2 separate regions of the Ovis aries genome follow, and region 1 is linked to region 2. Evidence: chromatin contacts called from public Hi-C data. All regions are on one chromosome and are shown on one strand. Each heading gives the region's core, a stretch centred on a gene start, on an enhancer-like site or on the middle of the called end of the contact. The rest is flanking DNA. Distances are from core to core; before and after follow the strand shown.

Evidence for each region. A called contact is a pair of places that touch in the nucleus more often than the background predicts.
Region 1: a Hi-C map of blood shows a contact between it and region 2, with 1.7 times the contacts expected there. The contact joins the enhancer-like site here to the promoter of LOC101121244 in region 2. A contact is called at or near these places in 2 of 16 Hi-C or Micro-C datasets (both in blood).

The regions. Positions count from the first base shown.
Region 1 is chr2:232,399,136-232,405,656 of ARS-UI_Ramb_v3.0, forward strand. It overlaps LOC101121244 (nuclear body protein SP140-like protein), which reads left to right. Exons shown (of 19, transcript XM_042244389.1): 3 at 667-835; 4 at 2,848-2,931; 5 at 4,704-4,775. Among named protein-coding and RNA genes, the nearest start is that of CAB39, 130 kb to the right of the region's middle. Within about 2 kb of position 4,561, at least 3 of the 54 cell types and tissues checked have an H3K27ac peak or open chromatin away from gene starts, as enhancers often do.
Region 2 is chr2:232,360,432-232,367,419 of ARS-UI_Ramb_v3.0, forward strand. It overlaps LOC101121244 (nuclear body protein SP140-like protein), which reads left to right and starts at 5,280. Exons shown (of 19, transcript XM_042244389.1): 1 at 5,280-5,409. The coding sequence starts at 5,378.

The sequences.
Region 1 (6,521 bases), core at 3,311-5,810, 38 kb after region 2:
GATGTATTGTTAGGACAAACTTGGGAATAGATGCTTACTATTCTTTCTCCGACAGTTTTCTTTTTCCAACAGGGGTTTTTCTTTTTTCATTTATTTATTTTCTTATTTATGTGTTTATCTGTACTTTTTCTGGAGTCTTGGACTTTGAGCTAACTTTAATGATAGGCATTGTTGGAGATACAGGGGTGCAGGTCCTCAGCTTGTCCTCCGAACATGCTTTCCCTGTGGCCAAGTTCACAAAATGGAGCACTGTCCCCTGGCTTCCTTGAGCTCTTCCAGGCGAAGTCAGGATTGGTGAAGGGGCAGGAGCTGTCCAGTCAACAGAATAGTGGCTCATCACCTGCCAAGTCCATTCCTCCAAGAGTTGACCAGGCTCTTAGCTACATATTCATTAACTTTGAACCCACTTTTAATCTTCAGAATTGTGCCTTCTTACATCTAATGTAAGTTAGGATGAGCAGATCAGATTCACAAATGGATAGTTTTAAGAAGAGAGGATTTATCGTTTCACTTAGTAGTCATACAAATATACAGAAATGCTAACTCTCTACATGAAAAGATACCTATGTATGGAAATTGGAATGCATTAACTTGACATCTCTTTCTAGGGCTCTCTTGTAACCTGGAAGTCTGTATTTATACTTTTCTTCATTCATTGTTTTTAAGGACTGTCAAGATTCTTGTACAAACCTGGTCCCTGTACCAAAAGTGGTGTACAATGTTCTCAGTAAGCTGGAGAAGACATTTAACCTGTCACTTCTGGAAGCTTTGTTCAGCGACGTCAACATGCAGGAATATCCTGATTTAAATCATATTCGCAAAAGCTTTGAAAATGGTAATTAGCTTATTTTCTACCTTTTGATGTTCAAGGTCAATTCTGTTCAACAAGTATATATTGAGCTCCCATCACGTGCCATACCTGGTACTGAGCAGTGGGGATATAACAGTTAACAAAGCACACTTGGGTCTTCTCAAATCAAACCTAGGTCTTCTACGTTTCAGGCAGATTCTTCACCATCTGAGCCACCAAGTTCTTCTCAAAGCTCATGTTATAAAGGCTATGGTACAACACCCACCTGGAGGTCTGCTTAACTAGACACTTAGACTCACGGGAGGACCAGAGCCACAGTGCCATCCAGTTTAGATAGAAGGACAAGTGACAGGCTGGCAGTGGCCTGCACAGCAGTCCACTGAGTTGGTTACTACCCATCTGAAGCTTAGCTATGGGTATAGGATCCATCCTGGCTTAGAAACAGCAGATCAACAGGGTCAGTATCTCAACAACTCCAGAATCATAGCTTTCAGGGACCCCCTAGAGGGACAAGCCAGATTATAAGAATCACCACAGCCCAAGAATGTGGTGATTCAAAGAAGACCCAAGAACAGTCCATAAGTAGACCCTCCCAGTCCCATGTCATTTTAAGCCCTCAAACCCTGGGTTGACCTGGTAACACAGAAGAAAGGCCACTTTCATCAGATTTCTAGAGTGATTAGCACAAAAGTTAACTTATATCAAATTTCCCCTTAAAGGAAAAATGGTTTTAATCATATTTTCTCCTCAAATAATCACAAAGGCTATTCTCTTCCAGGGCTTATTTTTGGTGCCACATATAACTAAATGTTGGCTTTTTCCTGAGAAGGTATAATTTATCCTTTTTAAATGCTAATGACTCACATCTACACTTGCTGCCAACCCCTTGACCCTGGCAGAGGTCACTGCTGTCCACAAGAGCTTGGGTCAGTGACTAAACTCCAGAGGATGGGGACTGTGTTCAGGGCATGATATCTCTCCTGTTTCTAGGTTCCCCCTTCATCCCTGTCTCATGTGCTGAAGTCCTCCAGCCCTTAGGCCTCCTTCACCTTTTCGGGGCTTTGGGCCACTGTCCTCCTCATACCTGCCATCTGATTTTGCTGGAACTTGACCCATGCTCTGGGGAAGACAAAGTAGTACCCGTGGCTCCCACAGTCCTGTCCATCCCACCCCTTAGTGGGCATTTTCCCAGGAGGCGCTCCTGCCATCAGCTCTGAGGCAGCGTCCCACCATGTCTCCTTCCCAGACTCCTCGCAGTGATCTACCCACTAGGCCCCTTGGTTTATTTCCTTCCTCCTACATCTCCTAAGTTACCTACATGCAGGGTCTCTGGACTGGTGTCCTGGCCTCCTCTTGTTGGCAGCCTCTTGGGTCCGTGGTCCAGGAGTCGTGGGGATGCCCTGCAGTACCGCAATAGGCAATCCCCGCGTGCAGCTTCAGAGTTTCCTTTTTTGTGGGATCTGGACCACTCTGGGAGCTCCAACTAGCAACCCCAGCATGCCCCCCACCCCCTCTGGTTTGTCTCTTTGGAAACTGAGCATCCTTTCCAACACAATTAAGCCCAAACCTCCTCTTATCTAGAGCTCTCTTTAAAGTCTTTGGGCTTTCTCTTTCACACGCACACACACAGACACACACACACCTCTCTAGGATCCTAGTCATTCTCCAGAAGAAATTTGTTTCTTTCTTACATTTTGAACAGTGCAGTTAACACATTTCACTTCCCCTATTTATTTTGACATGTATTGTCCGCATGGTGTGACATTTATTGTACATGACTGACAGCCTCAGGATGTTCCCAGGACTCCTTTGTCCTTATATTTGAGTGGCTCATTTCTATGCAGGGAACATAACTGCTCCCTTGCTGGGGTTTCTCTTTTATGTCCAAGGATGATGGGGGAACTTTACCATGAAGGTTGGGATCCACTGAGCTCTAAGTGACCCAAGAGCTGGAAATACCTAAATGTATAATTCTGAGATGATGTTCCTGGTCTCTGGTGGAGATCTCTAATTGTGTTTTCTCTTTCTCTTTTCAGCAATCCAAGAGAAACTTAGTTATGAAGAAACTGATGGAGAAGAGAGGGAGGAGAGGCCTGCCATCCAACTGAGCCTTGAGCAAGGTGATTGAGACCAAGAACAAACCAATTCTCCCTTGCTAAGAGGAAAAAGAGAAGGGGAGGTGGAGGCCCGAGTCCTGCGCAAAGATTGAGAATCAGGGAAGAAACGATGAAGGACCACGGAGAAGGCAGGCAGGGATGAGCATCTAACCAGAGGCTAAGTCCTGGAAGAGTAGCTAAGACAAGAGGTTTTTGCCTCAAATACCAAGACAAAGGAAGAGGAACCCAAGGTGTCAGTAACCAGATTTAAAGAGAATGACTGCCTGGAAGTCATTGTGATTTAGAAAGAATCCTATAGGAGAAGATCAGTGTCAAGGTGTGATGGGCTAATCGCTATGGGCCCAAGGTCAATGTAAGAGAGGAGGCCATTGATGATGGCAGCAGAAAGGACTGACTTAAATGTGGGGGAGGTTGTTCAAGAGCAGGAATATTCAAGGAGAAAGGTGGTCATATGGATTCAGTGGTGAGGAATGGTAGAGATGCAGAGGAGAAAATGTGGGTATTTGAGAGAGGGGGGAGAAGAAAAAGAAGAAATGAAAGGAGAAAGGGGTCAAGGACACAACAAAAACAAGCAAAGTAATAACAGCCCACTTGATTGAAAGTTTCTTCTGGCAGTTGTGGGTTTAGTGCCATTGGATGGTATTATCACTTATGTGCCCATTTTGCAGATAAGGAAGCTGAAATCTAGAAAGACCATGTATGTAGTTGGCCTGGGATCAAATGAGCAAGGATGGAACCAGGCATTCTGAACCCAGAGCCTGTGTTTTCAACCCTGGATACTCCCTGGTAGCCTAATGGGACAGACAGGACCCAGAAACAAGAGGAGGGCAATATACAAAGAGGGAAGTGAAGTGAAAGTCACTCTGTCATGTCTGACTCTTTTCGACTCCATGGACTGTAGCCCACCAGGCTCCTCTATCCTGGAGGATTAGGATTTCCCAAGCAAGAATACTGGAGTGCGTTGCCATTCTGGAGAAAGTGGAGGGGAATCAGATGTTGAATCCTCAGGGAGAAGCTAACAGTACAGATTAAACAGATTTGTACAGGGAGGGAGTGGACGAAGAGAGGGTGGGGACTTTGTAGGAAGTAAGGTAAGGTCGCCAGTCAGGGCAACTCTAGGGACGAAGGCCGGTTCACCATGGCTGTGGAAATCAAGATAAGCCATCGCTAGGTACTGAATGGCTGGTGGAGATCATGCAGTGAGATGGCCTGGCCAAAGCCCTCTCAGCCAGGAGTGCCCCTGACCTGCCTTCCACTCGAGGATTTGGGGTCAGGCTACAAGAGTTGGATGAGATCCATCAGACCCAGATGGCCTCTGTATTGTTGTCTACCGGGGGTCTCAAGCTTCTTATTTATAAAAAAAAAGAAAAAGAAAGAAAAGAAAAGGGGAATTAGGGGAGGGTGGCTCTTCATTCCCTACTTCAATTTCTGAAATAAATTTTAAATTTTCCCCCTAGGAACTTCCAGAGGCCTGACTTGGTCTGGTGGAGGATCCTCATCTTCTGATGGTCTGTTGCTGACTCTGTTGTGTGTGATGCTCTGCTGCTTGTGCCCCTTCTAGGCTGTGCTGGGGGCGGAGCGGCTGCTTCTTTGTGTCAGAAATCTGTTAGTATTTGCACCTGCAGTTTCTCCAAGGGTCAGTACTCTGAGTTGCTGGAAGGTCGCTGCTTCTGGGCTCCTTAAATGCACTTGCTGCCAGTCCCCAGGGACTCTGGGCCTGACTGTTTTGCCCCAGCATCCGGCTTCACCATTTTCTGTTCTGCTTTTTTGATCAGGCAGTGATCTTGGTGCTTCGATGTCATGTCTGGCAGAAACCAGTGCTACAACCAGAACGGTGGAAGAAGCAGGTGATGGGCGTTCCTCGGGGCAGGGGGTGGGGGTGCGGGAGGGGGAGTCCTCCCATCGCTTCAATTAACCCATAACATTCTTAATGATGTTATTATTTAAATTTTATTGCTCAGCTTTCTCATTTGTAATATAGAGGTATTACACGCAGATTGTCATGAAGTTATGAAATGGAACAAGGATGGGAATGCATTTAACAGTCACTAGGTATTCACTGGGTTTCCCTGGTGGCTCAGTGGCACTGTTGACAATAGCTAGGACGTGGAAACAACCTAGATGTCCATCGGCAGATGAATGGATAAGGAAGTTGTGGTACAAATACACGATGAAATATTGCTCAACTATTAAAAAAAGAACACATTTGAGCCAGTTTTAATGAGTTGGATGAAACTGGAGCCTATTATACAGAGTGAAGTAAGCCAGAAAGAGAAACACCAATACAGTATATTAACGCACAGATATGGAATTTAGAAAGAGGGTAACGATGACCTATATGCAAGACAGCAAAAGAGACACAGATATAGAAAACAGACTTTTGGACTATGGAGGAGAAGGCAAGGGTGGGACAATATGAGAGAACAGCATTGAAACACGTATACCACCATATGTAAAACAGATGACCAGCGCAAGTTCGATGATGAAGCAGGGCACTCAAAGCTGGTGCTCTAAGACAACCCAGAGGGACGGGGTGGGGAGGAAGGTGGGAGGGGGGTTCAGGATGGTGGGACACATGTGCACCCATGGTTGATTCATGTCGATGTATGGCAAAAACCATCGAAATATTGTAAAGTAATTAGCCTCCAATTAAAGTTAATAAGTTAATTTTAAAAAAAAAAAAAAGGAGAATCTGCCTGCAATGCCGGAGACCCAGGTTCAGTCCCTGGGTCAGGAAGATCCTCTGGAGAAGGGAATGACTACCCACTCCAGTATTCTTGCCTGGTAAATCCCATGGACAGAGGAGCCTGGCAGGCTACAGTCCATGGGGTTGCAAAAGAATAGGACACACCTTAGCAACTAAACAACAACAAGGTACTCAGTACATGTTTGTTCCCTGAATAAAAAGTACTGGTACAAAAAGTATATGTAATGATTTGATTTTTTTGATCATGGTATCCCATATATTGATGCAGCCAGAAGTTCATTTAATCTTCCCCCAAACCTGAAAATGTGTATATATTATCCTTGTTTTTCAGATGAAAAAGAATCAGCTTAGAGAATTCGCTTATTTGTACAAGTTCACCCAGCTGAAAATTAGGATTGAGCACTGCTCTACGCAGTGTCACAGCAGGAATTCAGGGGCCCGTAGCCTGGCTTCAGCTTCTACCTCAAGATCTTGGGGTAGTGACTAGCCCTCTTTGTTCCTCAGTTTCATCATCTGTAAAATGGACATGATAATAGCACCTATTTCAGAAGGTGATGGATTTTAAACAAGTTACATCATATAAAGCGTTCACAGTCTTGTCTGGGGTTATATCGGTGTTCCATGCATTTGTCGTTATTACTACCTTTAATCATCATCTTTATTTGTGTCTGGTGCCAGAGTCCATGCTTTTAACTGTTACATTCATGGTACACTTTGAGATTTTTTTCTCTCATAGGTGTTCATTGGATTTACTGATTCCCCAGGCTGGAAAAGCAGTGAGAATAGCCCAGGAAGATAGATTGAAGGTCATAGTTTTCCCTGCTTACAGCGCACTACTCTGTAACAAATTTTAAGTCTTTATTCCATGACTCACCTTAGTAAGGAA
Region 2 (6,988 bases), core at 4,030-6,529:
AGTTCACCTTTATTTGGAAGGAAATAATGGTGTTTCTACTACTAATTTCAAGGGATTTAGACAGTTACAATTTAAGATGAGATTTTCTGTTTCAGTTCCTCTGCTCGTGTGTTTCAGTCTCTCAGTCGTGTCCAACTCTTTGCAACCCCATAGACTGCAGCATCCCAGGCTTTCCTGTCCTTTACCATCTCCCCGAGTTTGCTCAAACTCATGTCCATTGAGTCGGTGATGCCATCCAACCATCTTCATCCTCTGTCGTCCCCTTCTCCTCCTGCCCTCAATCTTTCCTAGCATCAGGGGATTTTCCAATGAGTCAGTTCTTGGCATCAGGTGGCCAAAGGACTCTAGCTTCAGCTTCAGCATCAGTCCTTCCAAGGAACATTCAGGGCTGATTTCCTTTAGGATTGACTGGTTGATCTCCTTGCAGTCCAAGGGACTCTCAAGAGTCTTCTCCAACACACTGTTCAAAAACATCAATTCTTTAGCACTCAGCTTTCTTCACAGTCCAACTCTCACATCCATACATGACTACCAGAGAAACCATAGTTTTGACTCTACAGACCTTTGTTGGCAAAGGAATGTCTCTGCTTTTTAATACGCTGTCCAGGTTTGTCATAGTTTTCTTCACAGAGCAAGCGTCTTTTAATTTCAGGGCTGCAGTTTCTCTGAATAGGCAACAAAGGAGATTGTAATACCAGGCGAGACCACTAGGTGGGGAGTGCAGCCAGCTGGAGCCCAAGTCAGGGAGGAAAAGGGTACCCAGTCCCAGGGGATGCAGACACTGGGTGCTGACATGAGACGGGTGAAGGCAGTGACAGGCTCCTTCCTTGCTTTGTGTTCACATGGTGTGTCTGGAGCTGGGTGGTCATAGCAGAGAGGCATGAGGTGGGTTCAGTGGGCCGCAGGGAGTGTAGCGCTGCTCAAATGTAACCAGGGTACAGGGGAGAGCAGTCCTTGCTGAGCTGTTGATGCCACATCAGCTATCTCCCTGGAGCTCAGCCCCAGCACTCCAGCTGAAGGGCTGTGGGTGATGATGCCAACTGCAACTGTGGACAGGACCACGCCCTGGGCCAGCCTCTTCCTTGCTTGGAATGCACAAGGACTGTGGGCTTCCTCGGGGGGCGTTTCTCGCAGATGGCCCTCAGACCTTTTGAAAGAGGCCCAGGTGGATTTCCAGTGGTGCCCAGTGGTCCTCTTCTCTTCCTCACTCCCCACCACCCTCAGCCTGAAATCTTTTCCTCTGCTAGGTGTCTCTGCCCATCCCACTTTCCAAGGATTCGCTGTCTTCCTTGCAGAAAGGATCACATTTCCAGCCCAACAGTTCCTCTGGCTTCTGAAAAACTTTGCAGCCTCACAAGTCCACAGCTCCACCCCTTAGCACAGTCACTGAGGTTCTACTCAGTGAGAGAAGGGGGCTTCTCCTCACCCCAGTTTCTAAAACCTGAAATAATGCCGCCAAATGGCCACGGAGCCCTCTCAGGGATAACTGTATCATGACCACAACTGCAAGGGGGTGTTGCTCCTGGCTTCTCCCCTCATCGAGGGCGCACATGAACCGAAACCCGAGGAGGGAGACATGTACCCATGTGCTGGACCCAGTTTAGGGTGAGAGTAGAGACCCCAGAGGGATTCCCTCATAGCTCAGTCGGTAAAGAATCTGCCTGCAGTGCAGGAGACCCAGGTTTGATTCCTGGGTCAGGAAGACCCCCTGGAGAAGGAAATGGCAACCCACTCGAGTATTCTTGCCTGGAGAATCCCATGGACAGAGGAGCCTGGCAGGCTGCAGCCCACGGGGTTGCAAGAGTCGGACACGACTTAGCAACTAAACCACCACCAGAGACCCCAGAAACCCAAGGAGGGAGACATATACCCACGTACTGGACCCAGTTTAAGGTGAGAGTGCTACTGCTAAGTTGCTTCAGTCGTGTCCGACTCTGTGCGACCCCATAGACGGCAGCCCACTAGGCTCCACCGTCCCTGGGATTCTCCAAGCAAGAACACTGGAGTGGGTTGCCATTTCCTTCTCCAATGCATGAAAGTGAAAAGTGAAAGTGAAGTCACTGAGTCATGTCCAACTCTCAGCGACCCCATGGACTGCAGCCTACCAGGCTCCTCCATCCATGGGATTTTCCAGGCAAGGGTACTAGAGTGGGGTGCCATTGCCTTCTCCGAAGGTGAGAGTAGAGACCCCAAAAGGGCATCCCTTTTTCTCACCTAAGTTCCAAACCTGCAGACAGGCAAAAAAGTGAGGAATTCAAAATACCATCTTTCTTCATGATGAAAGCTGCATGGGGCTTAGAGTTGTGGTGTGTGTGTGTTCAGTTCAGTTCAGTCGCTCAGTCCTGTGTAAGCTCAGTCATATCCAGCTCATTGTGACCCCATGTGCTGTAGCCTGCCAGGCTCCTCTCTCCATGGAATTCTCAGGCAAGAATACTGGAGTGGGTTGCCATTTCCTTCTCCAGGGGATCTTCCTGACCCAGGGATCGAATATGCATCCCCTATGTCTCTTGCGTTGGCAGGCAGATTCTTTACCACTGAGACACTTGGGAAGCCCAGTGCTGCGGCTTAGCATGTGGCAGAAAAAGAGATCCCTGAACTGAACCTCAGAATCGGGCTCATCCACACAGCATCACACAGCTCCAAGCACTCACACCCCACCCTACCGCACTCCCCCAGCCTCTGGCCACTTAACCTTGGAGGGGCTGACAGAGCCCCAGCCTCTACAGGCAGGATGAGCCCAAGGAAACCCAGCAAGGAGCAGACTCACCCCTTCCACCCACCCCCAACCAGAGTCTCCCAGGAGTGGGGAGGAGCAGGGGGTCCAGGCGAGCCCCACTGACTGAGGTGCTGCCCTGGAAGGGGACCCTGGAGCCGGCCTGAGCATAACCATGGGTCCCAGGTTCCCGCCTCCCTTCACTTCAGCTCCCACGGAGGAGCCGGGCGTCTTGATCCTCTGGCCCCAGGGGCCACCGTGGCTGCTGCTTCCCCCTGCCCTGCAGGTTCAAATCCCAGATCCCACTGTCTCATCTCAGGGACAGGCCTCGGGTCCCCACGGGGCTCTCCCAGCGTGGAGACCACCCCCACTACTCAAGTCTGAACAGAAGCTGCTCCTGGTGAAGCTTGCGAAGCCTGTTGCCCTGGCAGATCCTGTGCCCCGTGGTCGCTCCTCAAGCAGGGCCTCTCCTGCTCTGTGGGCTTCCAGGCCTGATAACTGGGCTCCTCCTGTGATAGCAGAAAGGCTCCGGCTTCAGTGCTCCTCGCAGCCATGGGACATGCCCCAAGCGTCTCCTTATTTCCTTCAGTCACTCCAGCAGGGTCTGTAGGAGGAGTTCAACATCCTTCTTTTTTTTTTTTTCAATTGAAGTTATAGGTGATGTTGTGCTAATTTCTACCTTATAGCAAAGTGGTACAGTTGTACACGTAATTCAAAGTGTGTTAGTCACTCAGATGTATCCGACTCTGTGTGACCCCATGGACTGTAGCCCACCAGTCTCCTCTGTCCATGGGATTCTCCAGGCAAGAATAATGGAGTGGGTTGTTATTGCCTTCTCCATGGGATCCTCCCAACCCAGGGATCGAACCCGGGTCCCCTGCATTGCAGGCAAATTCTTTACCATCAGAGCCATCAGGGACGCCTGTTTATATATACATTCTCTCTCACACACACACATATATTCTTTTCCATTATGGTTTATCATAGGACCAACCTGCCACCTGTCCTTTCCCAAACCTGAGTGGGTCTGACGTTATTTCTTGGATCAAAGAAACTGCTTTCTCCACAGAGGACTTGGGGTGCTTCAGACCCTCCCACCCCACTGCTCTCATGGGTGTGGTGCGGGCCCAGCTTTCTCTGACCCACAGGAAGGTCTCCTCCAGGGGCCAAGAGCAGCCCCAGCTCGGGAGTGTCTGTCCTGCAGATGGTCCAACATCAGCTAAGCGGCCTCTGACTCCAGGTTCTCATCTTGGTGGCCCTAAGCGAGCCCACAGAAAAGCTGGCATGTTTATGTCAACATGCAGCACGGCGATGACCTGGTCCACCAGCCGCCCAGGAACAGAGAGGAGAGAGAGGGGACCCTAGACAAGGCAGGTGTGGTCTGTGCCAGCCTTGTGTGGACCCTGTGCCCCATGGAGTCAGGGGCAGAGGACAGTCCTGCCCAGACAAGGCTCAGCTCAGTAGTCCTGCTACCCACTGGAGTGAGGGGGGCGAGAGAGGGGTCCATGCGTGTGCAGGACCAGGTACCCCTGAGACCCTGCCCACTGGTAAAGAAGTCCTCATTGGAGTTCTGGGCTCTGTGAAAAGAGCCCACAGTGAAAAGAAAGAAGTGAGCAGAGAGTAGAAACCCTCCTCTTATCCTCACACATGATTTGGTTTCATTCTGACTCACAATCTGGTCACTTCTGATCCTTTGTGGAAGGATGACAGAATCTGAATGAAAAATCTATGGACAGACACAACTCCAGGGCCAAGGGTCATCCCCTCAGCTGGGGTTACCTGCTCATTCATTTCTACATGATCTGGGTCCTAACCTCCATCTCCGTCTGGAGAGAAGCCTCTTGCCTCTGCATTCCCATGACAGTGTCCCAGGTTTCTGCTCGTCAACCCCTGGCTACACTGGTGAAGCAACCCTGTAGTCAGGACACCTTAGACCCTTGCACCTAAGATGTCAACCCACATCACCAACTGGGCTCCACTCTCCAGCCCCAGGGCCTTGGAGGTTCTTCTCCTACCCCTGGCTGATTTCTAGGAATGCTAAAAATGTTCTCCCCACTTTATAAAGCTGAGCATTTGGGCTCGCTCCTGCTCGGTGTCCAAATGCTGGGACCTGACTCGGTTGGTCCAGGCTCTCTCACAGGCTGGAGAGAGGATCTGAAGTCTCTGTCTTTCCCTCTTCCCCTGACAACCATCTCAGCAAAGGGGAAGGGGCACACCTGAGTTTGCTCTTGACCCCATACTAAACTCTGAACCACCCTGAGAAGGCAGAAGCCTGCAGACAGCTGGGGTCACGCAGATATCATTGTTGCCTTTGCACAAACAGCTGGACCCCTGGGGGCTGACCCAGCCGCTCCCTTGGCCCTCCAGGCCCTGAGTGTCACTCCTTGTCTTGCATCCCTGGGACCACATGTCTTGATGGCTGGAAGCACCAGGGAGCTGCAGGTAGAGGGAAGGAGCCAGTGTCTGCCCAGCGCAGCTCACTGGCAAGTACTTTCACTTCTGTTTTCCGCTCCATGGGCGGAGCCGCCAGCCCTGGATGAGACCCAGAGCTGACTTCCTGCTCGGCGCTCAGGGCTCCGGCAGCCTCTCCGGACCCAGGCTGGGGAGGCTGGAAGAATCAGAGGCCAAGCCCAGGCCCAGGCCCAGGCCAGGCTGGGCGGGAAAATGGCTGGAGAGGGCAGAGAGCTCAGCACCAGGTCAGTCTTTCTCCCTCTTCCTTCCGCCTTTCCCTGTGGCCACACTGCTGTTCAGTGCTGTCTTTGGACTCTGCACCGAACCTTTGCTTTCCACCTGGTGCAGGGGAACCTTTGCCTGCCATATAAGGCTGGCCAGGAATGTGTGCCGAGGAGATGGGATTTCGAGCTGCAGCAGGGCGCCTGCCGGTTGAGTCCTGCTGCCACACACACATGACTGCTTGTTTTGCAGCTACGGCTCCGCTGGCCGGTCTGCCTGAAGGCGCCTTGTCCTTTATGACGCTTTATTTCCTCGTGACCCCAGATTACTCTCATTTCCCTCTTGTCAGTTCTACCTTTGCATAGATCATTTCAAAGAAGGTAGTTTAGAAAACACGAAATTCAGGGTAAACCCCTGACTTATTTTGAAACCCTGGGTGGTGTGGGCTCACGTCTGTCCTATGAGTGACACCTCTGTCAGCTCTGGATATAATCTCATTTCTGACTGGGGGTCCTGGGCTCCTCCTCCAGCCATCCTGAGCAAAGAAACAAAAGGAAGAGAAATGCCTCAAACTGCCCAGGGCTAGCACAGGCTGAGTAATTTTATGTTTGGTTTCATTTTCTATTCTGGAACAGGTTACATCTCTACAAGGAAAAAAGTCGTGTTTCTATCTTTCTCTAGTAATGGATCAGAAATAACATTACTTAATATTTTAAAATTTTAATTTTTTTAATACAGAAGAAATACATATGCAGTCTGGCTCATAAAATTTCAAACAATACGGAAGTAGAGAGAGGGGAAAAGTCCTGTTCACCACTCACCCCCTCGCAGCTTCCAATCCCGGTCCTGTTAGAGTTGTAGGCATAACCCTCCAGATTTGCATTTATGTATATAACTCATTTTCCTAAATACATAATGTGAGCCCTGTTTTTTAAAACATGGAATTATATTGTAAATGCCATTTTGCATTTTCACTTAGTTTAGTAGTGAAAATCATAGAGATCTTCTTAATAATCATGGGCTTGCCTTATTCCTTTTAACAGCCACATATAATACTATTCTATGGAATGGACACACCATAGTTTTATGTTGTTGTTTGTTTATTTCTTTAATTGAAGTATAATAGTTTTACAATATTGTGTTAGTTTCAAGCGTACAGCAAAATAATTCAGTTGTACATATATGCGTATATATGTATATACACATATTCTTTTTCATTCTTTTTCCATATATGTTATTACAAAATACTGAGTAAAGTTCCCTCTGCTACGAGCAGGTCTTTGTTGTTTGTCTGTTTTATATAGTAGTGTGTATATGTTACTCCAAAATTCCTAATTTAACCCCCCTCCATATGTTCCCTTTGGAAACTGTAAGTTTGTTTCCTATGTCTGTGAATCAGTTTCTGTTTTGTAAATAAGTTTATTTGGATCAGTTTTTTACATCCCACATATAAATGATAGATGATATTTGTCTTTCTCTGACTTACTTCACTTAATATGATAATCTCTGGGTCCATCCATGTTGCTGCAAATGGCGTTGCATTTTTTTCTGACTGAGTAATATTCTGTTGAATGTATATATCACCTCTGCTTTACCCATTCC